Linked DNA regions of Mus musculus: all the other regions are linked to region 3. Evidence: chromatin contacts called from public HiChIP or PLAC-seq and promoter capture Hi-C data. All regions are on one chromosome and are shown on one strand. Each heading gives the region's core, a stretch centred on a gene start, on an enhancer-like site or on the middle of the called end of the contact. The rest is flanking DNA. Distances are from core to core; before and after follow the strand shown. Region 1 holds the start of Hgfac (hepatocyte growth factor activator). Region 2 holds the start of Zfyve28 (zinc finger, FYVE domain containing 28). Region 3 holds the start of Mfsd10 (major facilitator superfamily domain containing 10).

The links. Promoter capture Hi-C pulls out the DNA fragments that hold promoters and counts their contacts. HiChIP or PLAC-seq counts read pairs in DNA pulled down with a chosen protein or histone mark.
Region 1: a FOXA1 HiChIP or PLAC-seq map of pancreatic cancer cells shows a contact between it and region 3. The contact joins the promoter of Hgfac here to the promoter of Mfsd10 in region 3. A contact is called at or near these places in 5 of 39 promoter capture datasets (the HPC-7 cell line, Sertoli cells, embryonic stem cells and 2 more), 5 of 484 Hi-C or Micro-C datasets (the P5424 cell line, embryonic fibroblasts, growing oocytes and 2 more) and 3 of 115 datasets of contacts at active chromatin or transcription factors (embryonic stem cells and pancreatic cancer cells).
Region 2: a promoter capture Hi-C map of macrophages shows a contact between it and region 3, with 5 read pairs. The contact joins the promoter of Zfyve28 here to the promoter of Mfsd10 in region 3. A contact is called at or near these places in 12 of 39 promoter capture datasets (3T3-L1-derived adipocytes, the C10 cell line, HPC-7-derived erythroid cells and 6 more), 2 of 15 datasets of contacts at CTCF or cohesin (large pre-B cells and pro-B cells), 21 of 484 Hi-C or Micro-C datasets (B cells, the Ba/F3 cell line, the C10 cell line and 11 more), 7 of 115 datasets of contacts at active chromatin or transcription factors (astrocytes, bone marrow-derived dendritic cells, embryonic forebrain and 2 more) and 4 of 9 other capture datasets (adipose tissue, embryonic stem cells, liver and 1 more).

Annotation. Positions count from the first base shown.
Region 1 is chr5:35,040,138-35,042,837 of GRCm38.p6, reverse strand. Hgfac (hepatocyte growth factor activator) reads right to left here and starts at 1,329. Exons shown (of 14, transcript NM_019447.3): 1 at 1,128-1,329; 2 at 374-548; 3 at 176-272. The coding sequence starts at 1,241.
Region 2 is chr5:34,286,997-34,289,696 of GRCm38.p6, reverse strand. Zfyve28 (zinc finger, FYVE domain containing 28) reads left to right here and starts at 1,373. Exons shown (of 13, transcript NM_001015039.1): 1 at 1,373-1,598. The coding sequence starts at 1,560. It overlaps Cfap99 (cilia and flagella associated protein 99), which reads right to left and starts at 1,032. Exons shown (of 16, transcript NM_001370805.1): 1 at 937-1,032.
Region 3 is chr5:34,635,935-34,638,634 of GRCm38.p6, reverse strand. It overlaps Mfsd10 (major facilitator superfamily domain containing 10), which reads left to right and starts at 1,423. Exons shown (of 13, transcript NM_026660.3): 1 at 1,423-1,708; 2 at 1,852-2,041; 3 at 2,129-2,225; 4 at 2,511-2,614. The coding sequence starts at 1,868. It overlaps Nop14 (NOP14 nucleolar protein), which reads left to right. Exons shown (of 18, transcript NM_029278.2): 18 at 1-99. The coding sequence ends at 83.

The DNA.
Region 1 (2,700 bases), core at 80-2,579, 400 kb before region 3:
AGGATAAAACTGAGTCCCTGCCCAGAGCCCCACCCATCTCTGCCTGGGCACCCTGGAGCCCCTGTTCACTAAATGTACCTGCTGGGCATCAAGACCTACTAGCTTCAGGGTTCATGAGGGTCCACAGTGGGAACCTGTGTAGGTTCCTCAGCCGCTACCCCACTCTGGGACTCACCACTTCCTGTAGGCACTTCCCTCAGAGGTACAGGAGTGCAGCATGCGGCCACCGTAGCGGAAAGGGAACCTGCACGGCTGCCCAGACTCGGTGAGCACTGTGGAGGGGTGTCAGGGATCAGGCATCCCACTGGGTACTCCACCCCTACCCAGGCCCCACACCTCTTTAGCTGCCTTCCTGTTACAGTGTCTCACCTACCTTGGCCCCCAGGGGGGCTGCTGCTGGAGGGAGGAGGGTACCTCTCACTTTGGGGTCCCTCAGTCTCTGCTGCTGGAGCACTTTCTGTTGAGGTGCTGACATTCCCAGAGATCACAGGGATCGTGGGGGTCACGGGGGTGGCTGTAACGTTAGGTCCTGGGGGCTCTGTGTGGTTCTAGGAGCCCAAGGGGCCACAAAGGTGTCAGTGTGGAATAGTCCTTCACACTTGGACTCCACCAGTCGGATACACCAGAGACCTGAGACTCCTTAGGGCAGGTCCAAGAGGCAGTGGGTGTCCCCAAGACCTCCTCTGGCCTTTCCTTCTGAATCTGAGTGATCCAATGTGCTAACTTAAGAGTCACAGGGCCCCAGGTCACCCTGGTCCTTGAGATTCAGTCCTGGGGGGCAGTCCTGGGGTGGACAGGAACAGCTGAAGCACTCTGAGGTCTCCTACACCCCATCTCAAACACTGGAATGCAGCAGAAGCCCCAGGACCCCCCCCCCCCACTCACTCACGGGGCCTGGGCCACACAGTGGCAACAAGAGGATCCTAACAAGTTCAGGCCCAAGCACTACAGACCAGCCTAGCCCAGCACCCCATATCTCAGTGCAAAATGACAACTTCCACTCCACTATGCCACCACACTGGGTCCCTAGCTCACTCTGGGGCCCTCTTTCTGACCTCTCTCTTCCCAGGAACCGAGTGTGCATAGAGAACCCTTGGCCACATGCAAGGGAGAGGGGCAGTGCTCACCCTGCCAGCCTGGGGCTGGGCCCCCCGAGGCACCACCAGCAGCAGCAGGAGCAGCAGGAAGGGACATGGCCTGGGTAAGGGACAGAGGCTAGAGATCCAGGCCTGTCGCCCCATGGCTCCTCCTGAGCTGGCGTGAGGTGTAGCAGGAACAGAGTAGCCAGGGAACGTGGCCAGGGCAGGTGGGGTCAAGGCTACATGATAATGATTAACCCTGCCACCCACTGCATCCTGTTAGGCTCCTCCACAGCCATAGCTCCACCCTGCTGCCACAGCTCTGCCTGCTCTGCTGGGGCAGCTGTTGTTCTCTGGCAAAGGCTACAACTGCTCCTCGGCCCAACACAACCTTCAAGTCTCAGCCTCTTCCAGGAAGTCTTCCAGTGTGACTTGGGCAGGTCAGAGCCAGGCCTCCCAGGCACAGGTGCTGGCCATATTGCTGGCCACTCCTGTCTATGAGCCCTTTACAGGACCTGCTGCATGCAGGAACCTGGGGGTTCCAGTTCTTCCCAGCCAGCTACTGACTCATGGTGGGGGTGATACAGTCCCCAATCCACAGATGTCAACACAGGGTGGAGGGTACCCCCTCTACCCATTGCCACATAACAACTCAAGAGAGGTAAGGGTTGCTCCCTGGACCAAGTGCTGTGACCAGTGCCTGAGAACAGTAACTCTCTTTGCTGGTTTGTCTACTTGTCCTAAGCCTGGGGTACTCAGGACCCCCAGAATTCTATCCTTACCAGACAGCCTGGGTACCAGCAGCCCCCCAGTAAGCTTTCCCAGTCTGGTTACCTGTGGGCATAGCCTGCATGCCTTCAGTTGGGCAGGCTATACACAGAGCTTCCCTGTGGCTCCAGGCAGGCACTGGGGGCCCTAGGCAAACTGGAGTGGCCACCTCATACCCATAGCTCTAGCTGTCTTCTTGGGATCTCTCCAATTCCTGAGGGAGGGGGACAGGGCCAGTGGCAGGAAGGCTCCACTGGGCACAGTGGGTACAGTGGGCAGGAATGAGATCACAGTGACCCCCACCATAAATCTCAACCAAGCCCCGCCCTCACCAATGGCCAAACAGCACCCAAGCTTGCCAAAGTAGGTGCTAGAAGCATGGTGGGGCATGATGGGTACCAAAGGCATGGTGGTTCATGGCCAAGTGCGGGTATACAGTGGTGTCTGAGCATTGTGGTACTGAGGAAACAGTGGTGCTGGCGCACAGTGGGTACCAGGCAGATGCTATGAGTGCTAGGACATTGCGGGTGTTGGGAAATGTTGCTGCTGGGATGTGCATGATGAGGTGCCTCAGAGAAGACGCTCTCTGAGAAACCTTTCAGCCAGTCCATCTTCAATTCCAGGGAGAGATGTAAGATTAGCAGCTTGGCAGTTGGGCCATCAGTGTTGGGGCCTCTGCTCAGGCATCCTGGGCTTGTGACAGTGTGTCTTACAGGCTCAGCCCAGCACCACCCTGTGGTCCTTCCCCTCCTGCTTCTCACTGATGTCCTGCCATATCAGGACTTCTCATTCTATAGCCAGATTCACTCTGGTCTCAGCCTCAGACACACTGGCTCTTGCCTCCCTATAGAAC
Region 2 (2,700 bases), core at 124-2,623, 350 kb after region 3:
AATGTCATAATGCCTGGCCTTTTTTACAAAAATATATTTATTTCTTATGTTTATGTGTATTTGCCTGCATGTATGTATGTGCATCACATGCATGCAGGGCCCATGAAGTCCAGAAGAGGGGTTTGATTATTTGGAGGTGGAGTTACAGAAAGTTGTGAGCAGCCATGGAGGTGCTGGTGACTGAATCTGGGGCCTTGCCAAGAGCACCCACTGCTCTTAATCACCGTGCTATCTCTCCAGTCCATGCCTAGGGTTTTTGTTTTTGTTTTTGTTTTTCCAGTGAGTTCTGGCATGCTGAACCTTCTTCCACTAATTAGGCAAACACGTCACTGATTGAGCTATCTTCCCAGCCCCACAAGCAGTTTTTATGACTGAGAGAGTATACAGTTGTGGACATGTTGACTCTAAGGTGATCTGTTAGTTGTACAAATAGTGAAGAACAGGCAAACATCTGAATTCAAGCATTTAGGCTGGAGGGAAAAAATGTTTTTAAAACCACGTAGCTGCCTGGAACTACATAGAAATGGGTGGAGAGCAGCTTCCAAGGAGTAAGAAGGGAGCTACAAAGCAGGTCCAGGGCTGAGGGGCTAAGGGAAGATGCAGGAACTGCTAGGGTACACACACTGTATTAAGAGGTAGTCATCTGGGTCACCTGTTAACAGAGAGAGAGAGAGAGGGAGAGAGGGAGAGAGGGAGAGAGGGAGGGAGGGAGGGAGGGAGGGAGGGAGGGAGAGGGAGGGAGAGAGAGAGATTGATTGGAGGTGGTGGAAAACACCCTACTTTTATTTTTGGAGGTGGGAAGAAAAGCGCAAAGGTAGCTCGCTAAGGCCAGAAAATAGGCAAAGATTGGAGAACTGGAGAAAACGAGTTAGGGAGAAGAGGATGGGCTGTGCCTGGCTCCCTGTGGCGGCCCCTCACCTTAACCTGCCTGCCTACCTGCGGGCCTCTTGGCCTTCCTTGGCTTTAACCTCGTAGTCTGTCCAGGCGCCGCGGGCGGGAGCGTTCACTGGCCAGCTCCGGTACCCGCAGATCGCCTAGGCATCGTTTGGGCGCCGTCACCTAGCAACGCCGCGCAGGCCCTGCCCGCGGTGGGCGCCGGGACCTGTAGTCCTGAGCCTCCCTCCCTTGGTGCGCGTCCCGGGTGGGGTACGGCGTGGCGTTGGGCGGGGATTGGCGGCCTCGCCGGGCTCGCCCCATCCACCACTTGCAGCGGGCCGGGGGCGTGCGGCGCCTCCGGCGCATGTGCGGTCGTGACCGGCGGAGGCGCTGGGTGCTCTTAAGCCGTGAAGCACCGCGCGCCCTGTGCCCGCGCCTTTCCGCGCGCCCGCCCGCTCGCGGGTTTGGGTCGGCCGCGCGCCGCTTGCTGAGCATCCTTCCGGCCGCGCACCTGCCCCGCGCACCTGCAGCCAGCTGCTCGGCGCTAGGCGCCGCGCACACGATCTGCTTGCTCAAGCAGGTCCCGGCCCTGCCTGCGTGTCCACCCCGCGCCGCAGCCGGACCCGGGCGCAGCGCTGCAGAGGGCGAGGGCCGCCCGGAGCGTGGCTCGGGCCGGCGCGGCGATGATGAACAGATTCCGAAAGTGGCTGTACAAACCCAAGGTGAGCGGCTCCAGCTGCGGACCATGTCCCGGCGTCGCGCTTTCCCCCCTCCAGATCCCTTATCCTGCAGGTCCCTCCTTGATAGATAGACCTCGTTTCCTTGGCCCTGTATGAATTTCTTTCTCCAGTTCATGGGATGCCCTTTCCCTGCATTCCGCGACTTGGACAGACCATGTACCTGGCGCGCATTGACTGCTCTTTTCCAGTACCAGACGGGGCTCTTTCTTTCGGGCCTGGGTGTACTGTCATGTTTCTCCTCGTCTGGATACTAGATGGGCTGGCTCCAGCTCGCACCCAGCGGTCCCAGCCTGCGTGCTCAGAGCCCCTACTTCTCTTGGTTCCCTCTAGCCTCACCGCTGATGCTCCTTCATCTTTTCGCAACACAATTATTCTGTCCTAGGATAGTGGGTCTCCCACCCTCCCTTCGCACTTGGGAACCGACCGTTTCATTCCCCTTTCTCCAACCTTAGGCTTTGGTCAGACTCTTTCTTCCCGTATCTTAGAGGTCCCTCACGCCGCGGTCTGGTCCTCTATCCCAAAACGGAGTAATTGGATCTTGGTCCAGTTCTCATCTCTATCCTGTTCCGGTAGCCGCCTGCACCCTTTTGGATCTCCGACCAGTCCTCTGCCCAGTCGCGGGGTGAGGCTCGTGGAGCTTGAAGCTTCAGTGGGCCGGAGGTGCGATTCACCAGCCAGTTCGGGTCCAGGCGGCGCGCCCCGGCAGCCGTGCCAGTCGCACTGCGGGCGCTGCGTCCCGCTGCCTGCCTGGGGCTGGCAGCCCGGAGCCGGACCCGGTGCGCTCTGTTCGCAGCTGGGCGATGCAAAGCTAGGATCCAGCGAAGATCCAGGACGCAGCTGCGGCGTCCAAAGCTGCGTGTTGGGGGTTGGCGGAGTCTGGGGACGCCAACGCTGGAGGTCTTCAGAGGGTCACGACCTGGGTGGGGTCACTGCAAAGACTAAGGGCGGGAGCAGTGCAGCGGCTGCGTGCTGGTATCTCCGAAGTCAGAGGCCTCCTTCTCTTTGGCCCACCCAAGGAACTGACCGCTCTCCCGCCGTGACTAGCCACATTTCTTGATTTAGGGTTTCTGTCCCAGACTCTGTG
Region 3 (2,700 bases), core at 174-2,673:
GTAAAGTAAAACAGCTTTTTAATAGCCTGGCCACGCAAGAAGGTGAATGGAAGGCTCTTAAGAGGAAAAAGTTCAAAAAATAAATTGTCTTGTAATGTAGCAAGGCTGTGTGGTGTGTTGTAATGAAGGGTTCTGGGGGTTCATTGTGGAGTGTGGGGTCCCATCTCCCTGCCATGCTCAGACACAGGTTGGGGATGTCTGTGAGAGCTCTGCACTGTTAGATGATAGCCACACACAGAATGACATTTAGGCAGTTGTCCATAAAACTGACAAGCTGTCATAGTGTGGGTAAGTACATTATATACGTTTTACAGTGAAGTCGCCTTCCCACACACTTATCAGATCACCTATCACACATGACAGAACAGGACTGAATCCTTACGTCCAGCCTGGCCCTTGTCACCTGCTATGGCTCTGAGGTGTGAGATCTTGTGCGAGGGTTGGTGGTGCTGAGTAGGAGTTGCGTTTTGGATGTGGTGAAGCCACTGTTGGAGCACAGAATGAATGGCTGTGGGCATCCTGCAGCTCAGAAAGTGCTGGTCAAGAACAACCCTGAAGGGAGATTGGGCTCAGCAGCTTGGCTTACAGGGGCTACATCTACCAACAGTACTCACCTTGTCACCTCTCCCTGTGATTCTTCTGGGACAGAGGCTGCATGACCCACGAGGGGCCTGGGCCTGACACACGCACCAGCTAGGCTACCATCCAGCCCCAGCTTCCTCCACGCCTGAATTAGCCACAGGGCTCTGCCGTACAATGGCTCTGTGTAGCCAACTGCAGCAAGAAGCAGGGTGGCCAAATCTGATACTGGGCATAGATTGAGCAATCTATGAGGAGGAACATGCCAAGGAAAAGTTTATAGAGCCTCCAGATACTGTCCTGTGTCGTCAGAAGGGGAACACAATCCAGCTAGAAGAGCCTATCACTCGAGTGCATCCGGTGTTGTCCTCTGGGAAAGAGTCAGTGTGGACTGTATGGCTCCAACAGGTTAACAGCACTGAAGGGATAGGACTTTAGTGGTTCATCTATCTAAAAGATGAGTCTTTGCTCCAGCTGTTCTCATACTTCAGAGTTGATTGAGGATGACTAAATCCTGAATCCTGTTCTTTCTGTCTCCACCGAGTGCTGGTACTAGAGGTGGGCATCACCATCCCCAACTCCAGCATGGTTTAGAGTAAGCTAAAGTAGGAGGGTCAGGAATTCAAGGTCAACCGTGGCTACATGAGACCCTGATTCAAAAGAAAGATATATAGGTACCAAGGAGACTGAACTGCACAGACAAGCTGTCTCTTACATACACTTAGCTCTTCAGAACTTCACCGCTTGCTTCTAATGCATCTGGAAGCCTGCAAGCCTTCTCTATACTTGGCTGCTGGGAGACTCCAAACCCAGTTCCCGCCACAGCACGGCCTCCCGGAAGAGGAGGTGCCTGTTCCGAAGCCTCCGGGGTGTGGCTGCTATCCAGGGAGGTTCCCTGTTCATCCACCCGTTTGTCCCCGCCTGGAGCTGCGGCACGTGTGCACAGGTCCCAGCTGGGTAGGTGGGAAGCAAAGGTTTCGATATCGTGTGAGGAGGCCGAAGTGGTACACGAACAGGAGCTCAGGGCGCCTACGACTCCCCAACCAGGGATTCCCGTCTTCTCCCCGTTACCCGCTTCACAACAGGGGGCGCCCTGACCACTGCGGCCCTGAGCTTACTGCTGCCCTAGGTTGGTAAGGGAGTCGGGCCTTGAAGGGTGTGCCAGGACCGCATTGGAACCACTTCCGTTTTGTCTGGCAAGAACCTGCAAATTCAGCTTTCAATTGTCAGGTAAACGGGGCCGTCATCACCACACCCTCCTTCCCCCAGCAGGGTCGGAGCTTCCACCATGGGCTGGGCAGGGGATGCGGGCTGTACGCCTCGTCCGCCTATACGGCCTCGGCCCGCGTCCGAGCGTCGCGTGATCATCGTGCTCTTCCTCGGCCTGCTACTCGACCTCCTGGCGTTCACGCTGTTGCTGCCTCTGCTGCCTGGGCTGCTGGAGAGACACGGCCGCGAACAAGTAAGCCCCTCCCCCAAGGCGGGAGCTCTCCCCATGCCTAGCCTATCACAGATTTATCCAGCTGGAGTTACTTTCCTCTTTACCCAGGACCCCCTCTATGGCTCCTGGCAGCGTGGGGTAGACTGGTTTGCTTCAGCCATCGGGATGCCAGCGGAAAAGAGGTACAACAGTGTCCTGTTCGGAGGTATGTCGCTGTGTGCCATGCTGGGGCCCACAACCTTTTTTTGGAGAGCTAGTTCTGCCTAGGCTCTTGGTCAATCATCCTCCCTGGGTTCCTGCCTCCTTTAACTGAAAGGTGTGGGTTGGTTTTGTTGTTGTTGTTGTTTGGGGGAGGGGGTTGTTTTGTTTTGTCTTTTTGTTTTTGGTTGGCTTTTTTTTTTAAACTGAGGCCACCCGAGCTTCAGTCGATGGCCTGTGAATATAGGGCTAAGTGTGGTCAACACTCTAGGACTGATCCTCTGTCTCTCAGGTCTCATCGGCTCGGCCTTCTCCCTCCTGCAGTTCTTCTCCGCACCACTCACAGGAGCTGCCTCTGATTACCTGGGGAGGCGCCCAGTGATGATGTTGTCCCTGGTAAGCCTCTGGAGCCAGCTGTCAACAGGCAGAGGGGAGAATGCAGCTGTGGGGCTCCCCTGCCAACAGTGGGCTCCCATCCCTTC